Regions from separate parts of the Mus musculus genome. Here region 2 is linked to region 1. The links are chromatin contacts, called in public Hi-C maps. All regions are on one chromosome and are shown on one strand. The core of a region is the stretch at or near the end of the contact, and the rest is flanking DNA. Distances in the headings are between cores, read along the strand shown.

Evidence for each region. A called contact is a pair of places that touch in the nucleus more often than the background predicts.
Region 2: a Hi-C map of cerebellum shows a contact between it and region 1, with 1.6 times the contacts expected there. The contact joins two enhancer-like sites. A contact is called at or near these places in 1 of 484 Hi-C or Micro-C datasets (cerebellum), 2 of 115 datasets of contacts at active chromatin or transcription factors (embryonic stem cells and large pre-B cells) and 1 of 9 other capture datasets (embryonic stem cells).

The regions. Positions count from the first base shown.
Region 1 is chr13:63,524,628-63,530,567 of GRCm38.p6, forward strand. Ptch1 (patched 1) reads right to left here. Exons shown (of 24, transcript NM_008957.3): 16 at 2,520-2,662; 17 at 318-501. Among named protein-coding and RNA genes, the nearest start is that of Ptch1, 38 kb to the right of the region's middle. Within about 2 kb of position 3,839, at least 157 of the 459 cell types and tissues checked have an H3K27ac peak or open chromatin away from gene starts, as enhancers often do. A contact at or near this core is called in cerebellum and embryonic stem cells, where this site is marked.
Region 2 is chr13:64,000,238-64,006,448 of GRCm38.p6, forward strand. No RefSeq gene overlaps it. Among named protein-coding and RNA genes, the nearest start is that of Gm30999, 53 kb to the right of the region's middle. Within about 2 kb of position 3,489, at least 74 of the 459 cell types and tissues checked have an H3K27ac peak or open chromatin away from gene starts, as enhancers often do. A contact at or near this core is called in cerebellum and embryonic stem cells, where this site is marked.

The sequences.
Region 1 (5,940 bases), core at 2,589-5,088:
GGCCATAGTAAAATAACACTCGATGTGGAGGTATCTTCAGCTTTCACACAGAACAGCTGGCATCAGGAGAAATGCCTGGAGTTAGAGCTGCAAAAGGGGGTTAGAAACGCTCACTTCTCAACGTGAGAGCGCAGGGCTGTGTTCCATTACACACCCTCATCTGTCTCCCAGAGTTTTAAAGCAAAAGAAATATATTGTTCTATTTACACTTTTGAACCCTGGGTAGTGTCAACGGATGGGGCTGTTGCTGAGCTCCAGGCAGTGACTGAAGGAGCCTCCAAGAGCTCCCAGCCTCTCAGGATGGGAGTGCTACTTACTTCTCAGCCTGGTCTCTGGCATGTAGTCGGCTTTGTCATGGACCCACTCCGGCCGGTGAGGCCGGATGTTGGCCTGGGAGGCAGCGTAAGCTACAGGGTCGTTGCTGACCCAAGCGGTCAGGTAGATGTAGAAAGCGCTCGGATTAATGATGCCATCTGCGTCTACCAGACGCTGTTTAGTCAACTACAAAACGGAAAGAACAGAGGTCATTCAGGGCGGGCTGTGGGGTAAACACACTCCTGCTGGGAGAGCAAGGCTTTGTACCCACATTTCCAACAAGCAGTAGAATACCCATGCCTCCACAGTGCCCCAGTCCCACAAGAATACCTTTGATGTCTTTCAAAATACACTTATTGGGGGATGCAATCACCAGTGTGTTTACAGCAAACACACGGTTCCGCAGATGGCCCAGGAATTGGCTGAAGCAATTAAATCTGAATGCTAAAAGAGACTGTCTGCAGCCAAGGCGGGGAATGAACAATCTGGAAAAACATATTTATAGGAGGGGCACGGGGGGAACCTGGCAAGCATCCCTATCCACGTCTGTGTGCAGTTAACCTCTGTTGTTAACACTGAAGGAAATACCACCCAGTAAATGGAGGGAGCTATAAAATAAAACAGCATCTGTATAAATTTTGCTAACACAGCCTCTGATGACCTGTGTATTCAAAAAAAAAAAAGCCCATTGCCAGAACAGGAAAACAAAGATGCAAAGCCAGGGCCCTTCTGAGGAATATTACTTCTGCACCTTGGTCAGATTCAGTGGCCACATCTGCTCCCTCTACAGTAGGTCTTGTGGGCTTTGCCTGGGTCAAAGCCACTACGAGACACAGTGTGGATTATATATATGGTAGATACATCAAAAAAATTTCCTGTTTACTTTAGACCCAGGCCTCCTTCCAACGTTTGGTCTTTCTTAACGAACACCAGTGACAGGAGTTCACAGAGAAAAGAGTGGGGGAATAAAGAGCGTGGAAGAGACCGGGCGGGGCGGGGGGGTGGGGGAGAGACAGGCAGAGTAGACTGCAGGGATCTGGATTCAATTAATCCACAGGATCTCTAACAACTGTAGGTTTTCAGACTGTCTCTGGAATTACATAGCACAGCTCCTGGCCTCTACGTATGCAGCGTGCTCTTCTTTCCCCCAGGAGAGGAAATGATATCTCAGTGCCTGGACCCCACCACAGGCGTCCCACAGATTCCCTGATCTCTAACTCCAATTCAGTCCGTCCCTGCTATCCTCTCAGGCAGGCTGGTCTGCCGTACCCTTGTCAGGCCCGACAGCTCATTGCACGCCACTATAAAGCATCAAACCTCACACTCCACAATGACTCTGAACAATGTACTTTGTAAATCTGTCACCTTTAGTGCCAGCAAAAGGGAGAGAGGACAATATGCAGAGCTGACAAGGAGATCATTAACGAGATGTTTTCTGCCTGAGGATAGGAAACTACCAAGAGCAAAGAGGCCTGGGACTCACCCCAAATCCAGGGTGCAAATGCAACCCCTGAGGAAACCAAATGGGATATGCTAGAATCCAAGTACTTTGAATACAAGATACTATCCAAAAGAACAGCTTTCAACATACTGTGGCGTGAGCTGCATGGGGAGGTTGCATGCTTCTACGCCTGCTTACGTTTGCTATATTCAAGAGCAGGTAGCTGCCCACACCTACACTCAACATCTACTGCTGAGGCCAAGCTGACCCCAGAAAGCATTAAATAACTAATCCATCCTCAACCTCTAGTGACTTTGCTCATCTTCTAAGCCACCCACCTACCCAACCTCTGTTCAAATGATTGCTCTCCAATAAACCCACCATCCCATGTCTGAATATAACTGAGACCACTATACTAATGTATTTTCATATAACACATATTTCAGTGTTCAATAAACTCTGAAAGCCCAGTATGGGTTGGTGCTTCCCACCACTGGGAAAAGCACACAGTGTTAACATACTGTATTTTTGCCCATTGCTATTGTGTTAGAGGCAACACCTGTCTGTCCCCTCCTCTTGCTTGACAGGCAGGGAAAGGGAAGTTTTCTGGCTAGCTCAGAGCCAGTTCAAGCTTCTTCCTACCATCTCCTATCACTTCAGGTTCTCATGGGACACAAGGTGGGATTATACACTGCCAGCCCTATTCCATGGGTCAGCTGCCTAGATGTAATAACTGCTCAGTGTCCTGAAACATCGGGAATACCTGACTAATGTCGATGGGCTTGTCTCGGCTGCCAGTCTGCACCAGGAGTTTGTAAGCGAGGACCCCGTCATCTGATCCATTTTTATAATTGTTTGGCATGATCCTCCCAGTTTCCCAGTCACTGTCAAATGCATCCTGAAGTCCTAGAAACAGAAACATGTGCAACACATTAAAACCTGGCCTGAGAGCTTTGGTCCAGAGGGATTAGGCTGAGGACAGGAGGCAGGGTAGGCGACTTGTCTGCAGTTTTCTCTCACTTAAGGAAGGACTCCTGATCTGCTAGTGAATGAACTGTGGTGCTAATCAAAAGATGCTCAGAGGGAAGAATAAAACACACACACTTTACTTAAACTAAGGAACGAAAGCCCAGGAACAAGACAGATGGCTTAGAGCTGCTGTTCTTCCAGTGGATCCAAGTTCAGACCCCAGAATCCACTCTGGAGGGCACACAACTGCCTGCAACTCCAACTCTAGAGATAACTGTCTCTTTTGGCCTCTACACGCACATCACACACACACACACACACACACACACACACACACACACACATCTTTTAAAGAAAACAAGCAAAAAGAAGAAAAGGAGAGGAGGGCACGGCAGTTCATGACTTTAATTGCAAAACGGAGGAAGCAGAGGCAGGCAGATCTGTGAGTTCCAGGACAGCCATGGCTGTATAGAGAAACCCTGTCTTCTCCAAAAGAAAGGAAGGAAGGAAGGAAGGAAGGAAGGAAGGAAGGAAGGAAGACTGAATGAGAGAGTGGGAAAGGGAGGGAGAGAGCAGGTCTCATTATGTATCTCTGCTTGGCTTGCACCTTGACTTCACTATGTAGATCAGGCTAGCTTGGAACTAACAAATCCACCTGCCTCCCAAGTGCCAGGTTGGCCTCCCCCCACCCTTCTTCCTGACTAATTGTAGCAAGAGAAAGCAAGGGGAAAAGACACAGACCATATCCATTAACCATTTCACGCCACACAGGGAGATAGGTCAGGAGTTCCTCACCAAGACCAGAAAATCCACCCCAAGCAGAAAAAAAAAATCACATTCAAGCTCCCAACTTGGCTGCCCCTGGAGCCAGGGTGAGGGAACACAGCTCTGTCAATCTGATCCATCTGTTTGACTTGTGCAGCTAATACAAGCTGTGGGACCTGCTGCCAGGCCATGTAAAGATCACAGCCAGCACCTATTCACTCTCCCCCTGTTCTCTTCCTCCCTGCCACCCTTCCTTCTGAGTGGAGGGCTGTGTGGAGGAGAGGGAGCACAAGGAAATACCTCACAGGGGAAATTTGGATCAGTTTGAGAACAGGAAGCCACAGGCCGACACAGGGAGGCTCTGTGGGGCTCTGTGAGAACAGATGACAAACCGCAAGCCCTGGGCGGGAAAGAGTGAGCCTTCTGGGCTTGGGGGATGGGCGAGCCCACCAGCTCACCACACACAGCTGGGCTTGGCCGCTGTAATCAAAACCATCATTATAGACCTGACAGTTTGGCTACAGCTGTAAAGAGGTAAGCATGCTGGAAGAGAAGACAGGGCCCTGGTGACCCAGACTTGGAGCTGAGCACTGCCTGGGGGGTGCTCTCCCCAATACCCCCACCAGCCTCACTGCACACCAGACACCTCCCAAGTAGACCCCCCAAGTCCCAGCTGCTCAAGATACCCCCTGCAGCAGACACATCTACTCAGATACATTTTATTCCATTTCAGGACTTGCCTAAGGGCACTTCAGAAACTAAAACAAACTAAATAACAACAACAACAACAAAAACACACGGTCTGTGAATGCTTAGCACAGTGAGGTGTTTGGGAATAGAGAGAGGGGAGAGTTGGAGCAGCCTTTTTAACAAAAGCCTCCCTCCAGCATTGTTATGCAGTGGGCTTTGTTTTTAGGAAGTAGGCTGGGTCACCTACAGGCCCTGGGTAGAGGGACCACCGGGGTGGCAATCTCTCCCACAGCTTTTCACAGGTTTGCACAGAGAGGCAGCACTACTCTACACAGATGTTATTTTAAGACCCAAAGCTCTTCCCCACTCCCACTCTGGAAAAATAAAATAAACAGAGAAAGACAACTGGTCCCCCAACCCCCTACAAGAATCCTGGTCTGTTTTCCAAGCAAGGAGAGAGGAGAGCTTTTATTACTTCAGACTTATGTGGGCCTCTTGGCTCCAGGTAGTCAGCCTTCAGCTGCTTACCTCCTGAGAGAACCAATCATGATTCCCATTTTACAGATGAGAGGACTGAGCCTGGTGACAAGTCACAGCTAAGCTTTGAGCCCAGGCAGCCTAAGGCCAGCCATACTCCACATGTATTACTTAGAGTGGGTTTTCACAGGTACAGTGTGCTGTTAGAAGTAATTGCAAAATACATGGAAAATACCAGAAGCTTAGCAGCATCTGCTGTCAAAGCAGGTAACTGAGAGTATATTTGCAAAGGTATAGTCACAGAGACTTCTGCAATACCTAGGGATCTGTGCATGTGCCCTGCCACCAACTTAGAATGAATTTCCTACAATGCTAGCCCTAATGTGCTCTCCAGCTATGGTCACCAACAGTAAAGTTCTTTCAGGGCCCCTTTAGTATTTTCTGACTGACCACTGAAAATCTGAACTTCCACAGGCTGTACACCAAACACTTGCCCCTTGGCTGACATTTACATTCCAACAGTTTACTGCAAACCCTTACATTTCAGCTGCAGTTCTTTAACTAGAAACACTTTACACGGAAAATTATTTTGAGTCTAGGCTAAAGGAAATTACCCAAGTATATAAGCTCCTAGAAATGAAATGATAATGTATTTTGTTCATGTAAGTCAGTGTGAATAAAAAATGAACACCCCCTGTACATGAAGCAATTAGATTTCATCTCCAACTTTACCACAGATGTCCTGAGAGATCGAGATATTATTTCTCAAAGGGAGAGTGCTTTCCTGGGTTCTAACCCAGGGCTGACTTTCAAAATGGCCTGTATTAGCCATTAAGTATGTTTTAGGACTGAGAAAAAAACAAAGTAACTATTGGAGTGTTGACAGACACCAGTGAGCTGGCAAAGTTTAACGGACTTCAAAAGCATAAACAAGAATTTGGAAGAAATGTTCAAAGACCCAAGTAACCAACCACTCAGGAGGTCTAAATAATGCCTCTGCAAGCTAGAGCCCTGGTGTCTGTGACCAGTGCTCTGTAGGATCCAGAAGGCATTACAGCCCCAGGGCTGCATGGTATCCTGCCATCTTAGCACGCATGGGCACAAATGTCTGGGGCTGGGTGTTGTTTGCTTAGCAGCCACAATGTGGTTCAAATATACCGATATCTATACATCTGAATGATTTGGGTCTTCCGTGTGCTTGCCCTTCTCAACCTTGGCCTACCTCACCAAAGGGAAGACACTGGAGAGAGCATTCTACAACACCCTCCTCCACTCAGCACAGC
Region 2 (6,211 bases), core at 2,239-4,738, 480 kb after region 1:
TAGACACCAAAGTGCTTTTCTTCCTCTGGGGGCTAAGCCTTATTTCCACAGCGTATCCAAGCTTGTGAAGCTAAATGACTTGGTTTATTTTTGTAGACGTTGACTTCTCCCCGAGTGCTGCCTCCTCCCTCCCTCACTTTGCCCATCTTCGTTTTTGCACTGGCAGATGCGTTTGTTACTCTTTTTGCTGGGACAAAACACCATGACCCAAAGCAACTTATGAAACAGCTTATTTTGGCTTACAGTTCCAGGAAGATAAGATGGGAGGCTCTGGCAACAAGGAGCAGAGAACTGAGCCGTTGTATCTTCAACTATAAACAAAGCAAAGGGAGAGAACCAGAGTAGGGCCAGGCTTAAAGCCTCAAAGCCCACCCCAGTGCTGTCTATCAAGCCTCCGCCTCCTAAAGGTTCTATAACTTCCCCAAGCACCATCACCAAGAGGGGATCAATGTGTTGATGGGGGGGGGGCATTCCTTATTCGAACCACCATAGCAGGCAAAGTTGTTCCCTCCAGCAGACATCTGAACAGGCTCTAGAAGTTTTGCAAGCACACACATTTGGGCTAATAACTATTAGAAAGAGCCCTGTTAGGGTACAGCCCAAGCAGGTGGCCCCTCTGGATGTGAGCTTCTGTCTGAAGTCACTACGGAAGGAATCAGTGCTGAAGGCCTGGAGTATATGTCCAGGACACGTGGCTCTCCTGTGCTTGCCATACATCCAGTGAGGACTCAGAAAGAAGGGGAGAAAGGTATAGACATTCCAGGTGGTAGTGAGTGCTATAATCTGGGAGGAGGGGGCACTGCCTTGCAATGACAGAGGTGGCCTCTCTCTGACATAGCGTTTAGGGGAAAGAGTTCCTTGAAGGCAGGAGGAGGGTCTCTGAAGCCAGTGGAACAGCTTGTCCTCCTACCATAGAGTTGAAGTGACACAGAGTAGCTCTTAGAAGAGACCACAGCATATTCAGAGGTAGGCACCCCAGAGTTCAGGGAGTCTGGTCAGAGAAAGCCTGAGGAACTTAGCCTCCTAGGTATTTGAGAAGTTACCTTCCTCTATTAATATGCAATTGCTATACCCTCAGTGTCCCTCCTGGGTACCTGAGGTAATTAACTTAATTACACAGAAAGGTTCATTTTGGCTCACAGTTTTGAGGGTTCCACCTCACAACTAGTTGTTTCCACAGCTTTGGGCCTGCTGAGGTGCCACATCAGTGAAGCATCTGTGGAAGAGCAAAGCCACACCCACCTCACAGCCAAAGAAGGATCCAGAGTTTCATTATCCTCCTCAAGGGCTTGTCCCCAATGACCTACCTCTCTCCTGCTAGGCCCCTTCTAAAATCTCTACCACCCTTCACTGGCACCATGCTAGGAGCCAAGCTTTTAACACCTGAGTCCCCGGGGGGAACTGAGCTGTAGCACTGAGGAATCACAGTTCCGATGCTGCTGAGTAGGGGTGCTCTTTCCTAACCCCAGCCCTGTCTTCACTGCCATGTTGTTGCAAGGATTTACTCAGCCCAAACAAGGACGGAAGGGTGTTCCCTGAGCCAGCTTTAACCATTCTCACTGTGACCCTGAAGTACAATCTGACCTTAGCTACTTGTTCTCCATGCTCTTAAGTACACCTGACCGTATCTTTGTATGGGGGAATCTCCTTCCTCTCCCTGTAGTCTCTGTTCCCAACGACTGGCCTAGCACTGAGCCACTCCAACACCATTCTTTCCCTGCCCCTCCATCCCTTGTCTGCAGAATAGTCAGGGACACCGCCTGCCCCCAGCAGACGTCCTTTGTCTTTTATTAAACAGAATACAGGGCAACTCGGTCTGAGATGGAAAATGACTATATTTATTCTTCTCCTCTGCAAGATGCCCACCCCGATGGTTCTGCGAATAGCTTCCTAATCCAAGAGAGACTCTGTCACAAGGACCAAATCTCACAATCCATGCGAAGCAATTATGGAAAAGACACACACACACACACACACACACGCACACACGCACACACACACACCCTGCTGGATTGTCCAGGAACCCATTCCCTCTTAGCACATACCAACTTCAACTGATACAACTTCAAAACACAGATTCTGGTTTTAATTACTTCGATTATGTGGAGTTAAGATGCCAACATTTTTTTACTTTTGATCTTTGTCTCGCTAGAACTCATCACAGCAGGAGAGACACTTACTCATCTATCAGTAGCAAAGACCCACTGCTGTTCAGCAACAGCCCTGAGGGGCTGCATGGGGCAGGGTAGAGAAAATGTTAGAAAAGAATGAGAGGACAAAGGCCAATCACTCGTGTTATCTCTCCCATGTCTGTCCTCTTCCTCTGTTCATCTATAAACAGTTATTGAGCACCCTGGACAGGCACCAGGCATCTAGGAAGACCCTGGTGCATAAAGCCCACAGACTCCCGCTCTCAAATGTGCACAGTCCAGCTACTCAGCATTGTGTGCAGAGACTCCAGAAAGACAGGTGACTCTGAGTACTCGAGCCTGTCCCAGAGCTGGTTTCTGACAGGATTTGGGTTTCTAACAAGGTTTCCTTTTGGAGCTAAAGCTGGAATAGTGAAGACTGAGATTCTTGGAAGATTTTGATCAATAGGTAGGCTGGAAGGGAAGCCGGTGAAAAGACCAGACAAGCTCCTCAACTTCCCTACTACAAAGGGGACAAGGGACAAAGCACCTAGGCAAAATCGGAGGGCAGTGGAGTCCTGAGGGGGTTTCCCCCTGTTTACTGGCATTTCTAAGAAGACCCTGGTTACAGCAGCTAGAGTGACACACTCAGCTGCCTCCAATCGCCAAGTGCTGACCACAACTGCTGGCTGCCTGGCACCATTTGGTCAGGGACCAGGAGGAGGAGGGTGAGCCACAGTGGGTGGCGTTGGTGGCTCCTTTCTGTTGGTGGGCCTTTTCTCTGCCTTAGGACCTGTCTTGTGGAAGGGAGGGCAGGGAGCCTTCACAGCCAGCAAGCCTCTGATCAGTTTATTTATTTAAACAGCAAACATCCTGCCTGCCATGGGGCCTCTCCGTGGAGTGAGGGCTGTTCCTGAATGGGACAGACGCTGTGTCTTCACAGAGACCACCCACATGGCTGGGAGGTTTATGCCTCCATGCAGGGGAAATGACAGCCTGTGTTTTCAAGCACCACAGCTGCCCAGGAATGTGTGTGTTGCCAGCCGCACCCAGACACACCAACAGGCAAAAGTTGCCTCCTCCTCGGGCTTTCTCCTGGGCTCTGCTTTCTTTTGTTTTGTCTTTAGAGTTTTTATTCCTCTCAGCTGCAACGGTAATAAAGAAAAGCATATCATAACACAAAAAAAAAGAAAAGAAAGAAAGGAAGAAAAGAAAAAGAAAAAGAAAAAGAAAAAAGAAAGAAAAGAAAAAGTTAAGCCTTCTCTCTCAGAAGGAAAAGAAAGACTTGAATAACCAGAAGGTCACTAGAAAAGCAAACAGGCAGGGACTGTTTGTGGAGGACCCAGATGGGCGTCCAAAAATCCTTTCCAAAGTGCAGACAGAGAACAGGGCTGAGGTGTCTGTGTGGGGCTCACCAGTCAGCAACTTATATCCTGATCCCAAACCCCACAGGTCACCCAGAAACACACAGGTGATTTGGGAAACCTCAGACCTCACTGAAATAAAGTCAAACAAGGCCCTCGTTAGCATCGGTGTTTGTTCAGCATGTCCTGTATCCATGTGTTTTCCTACCAGATGAGCAATGTCTTAAATCGGCAATTACTGACCAGATTTTTATCGTATTTGTGATTGCAAAGTTGAGGGAGATTGAGCATTTAGTTGTTTTCCATTTGTTTGGGTTTTTCCTGTGTCCCCTTGGCCACGTGCACACTCCGGGAGCCATTAATCCTTTGCTTCTAAGCAGCATGGCTAACCATATGGTCAGCTGTGTCTTCAAAAGTAGTGTTGGTTTTGGACTTGGGAGTTACAACCCACACCCCAAGTCTGACCAGTCATTCTTAGTAAGCCATACTTTTCAAAAAAGCCAAATTTAAAAAAGCAAAGCAGAGAACAGAGATTTATTCAGCAAAGGGACAAAGATCCAGCAAACCCATAAAGTACATATTTGGGATCCAGAAGTGAGATCAACATATAAATAAAGAGCCAAGGATGTGCACATCTCAGCAGTCCAGTCAATGTGAGGTCTGACTCACCACTGACCCACCAGTGTCTGATATGTGGTCTGACAAGTTGTGAGAACTCTTTCTGGGAGTCAAGCTCACCCTTCAGCTAGTGCCTTTTCCTTCTCCCTACATGAGAGCCGGGAGAAATTCCCACCTCTGTGGGATACATCGTCTCAATTATCTGATGGTCAGATTGAAAGACAAAAGTCTCTTTAGAATATCTTCATTTTTGCCAGGCTGATTTCAATGTCAGACCAATATCCAAATTCCTCCAATAATTTCCCAAATATGATGGTCATATGTAATACACAGATTGAGAGAAATTTGTCTTAAAGACAATTTTTCATTCTCTGAGGGTTAATTGTGTTTTGTTAACAAATTTTATGTTAGAACAGTTTTAAGTTTATGACATAAAGGAATTTAGCATAGAGTCCCCACATATCCTTGCCTTAACACATGCAATTCCCCACCACCCGCCTCCTACCCAATGTTGGGCATTTGTTACCATTAAGACCCCACAGCAGTATGCTATCATTACCTCTCATGAGAGCACACAGCAGTATGCTATCTTTACCCCGTATCACCAGCTCAACAAGGATCACTCAGGACGTTGTGCATTGTGTGGGTTCTGATGAAGTACAAGACCCTGTATTCACATTGTATTTCTCATAGAGCAGTCACATTGCTCTGGAACCCCCCAGTCATCCACCAGTGCAAAGCCCGTTTCTCAAGAACACTCAACTTCAACATGTAAAACATCTTGTGGGAAACACACATGCCTCTCCTCTGCTAAAACAGAAATTCTAAACCTTAAGCTGGAAGATGGCTGCGGTTCCAACTGCTAGTATACCTGATGCTGAAATCACCCTTCAGTTGGAGCCCTGAACACAAGCTCTGACATCATTAGTGATGAGTGTTTAGGAACTGGCCCTGACACCCCACTCAATGACCTGGAGACATCCATGTGTCCCCTAATGAGACATCTGAGTTTCTACTGTTGGAAGCTCTGTATATGCTCTAATGTCTGGATCCATCTTCAGAGCCTCCTCTGCAGTATATTTTGACTAAAGCCATGAAGAGACAGGGCAGGAGGAAACATGCAAATGAGAAAAAGGATGAGGCCAGAGATAAACTGATCGCCAGACTCAGTACTCCACAAACACAATGCCCCACAGACACAGTGCTCCACAGACACGGGTGCAATGGGCTAAGGAAAACACAGGAAAATGACACAGTCCATGGTATCACCTGGGAGGTACCAGGTATGGTCTAGGAAGAATAAAGTTTAGGCTCAGTTGGCCACAATATTTCAGTCATTTCCCACCTGGATTTAGGCCAAGCTACTCCAGGGTTCATAGCCTTGGTGTTCGGTCTCCAAGGTGCATAGGTCAATTTGTTTGGGCAACTAGACAGCCAGAAAGTATAAAGGATGCTTTACCATGGCATGCATGGAACGTTTATAAAGGAGCGCTATTCCATCATTATCTCTTTTCTACAAAAGGAACCGAGTATGTGAGATAAATTTAGACAGGTAGCTGAGGAAAAAAAAATTCTCATCACATTTGAAAAGTTTTCATAATACAAGGGAGAAAAAAAGGGAAAGGAGTAGAAGTGGGGATAGGAAGAAGAGAGGATGAGATAGATGGGAGTGAGATATCAGTAGGAGGGAGGGAGGGAAGGAGGGAAGATGGGGAGGGAGGGAAGATGGGGGAGGGGAAGACAAATGGGAAAGGAAGAAGATGGAAGGGAGAAAAGCACCCACAAACCTGGCCACGTTATTAACTTTTTTTAAAAAACACGGGGGGGGGGGCTGGAGAAATGGCTCAGCGGTTAAGAACATTGACTGCTCTTCCCGAAGATCATGAGTTCAAATCCCAGCAACCACATGGTGGCTCATAACAATCTGTAATGAGATCTGATGCCCTCTTCTGGTGTGTCTCTAGACAGCAACATTATACTCACATAATAGTCTTTAAAAAAAAAGAAAGAAAGAAAGAAAGAAAGAGAGAGAGAGAGAGAGAGAGAGAGAGAGAGAGAGAGAGAGAAAGAAAGAAAGAAAGAAAGAAAGAAAGAAAGAAA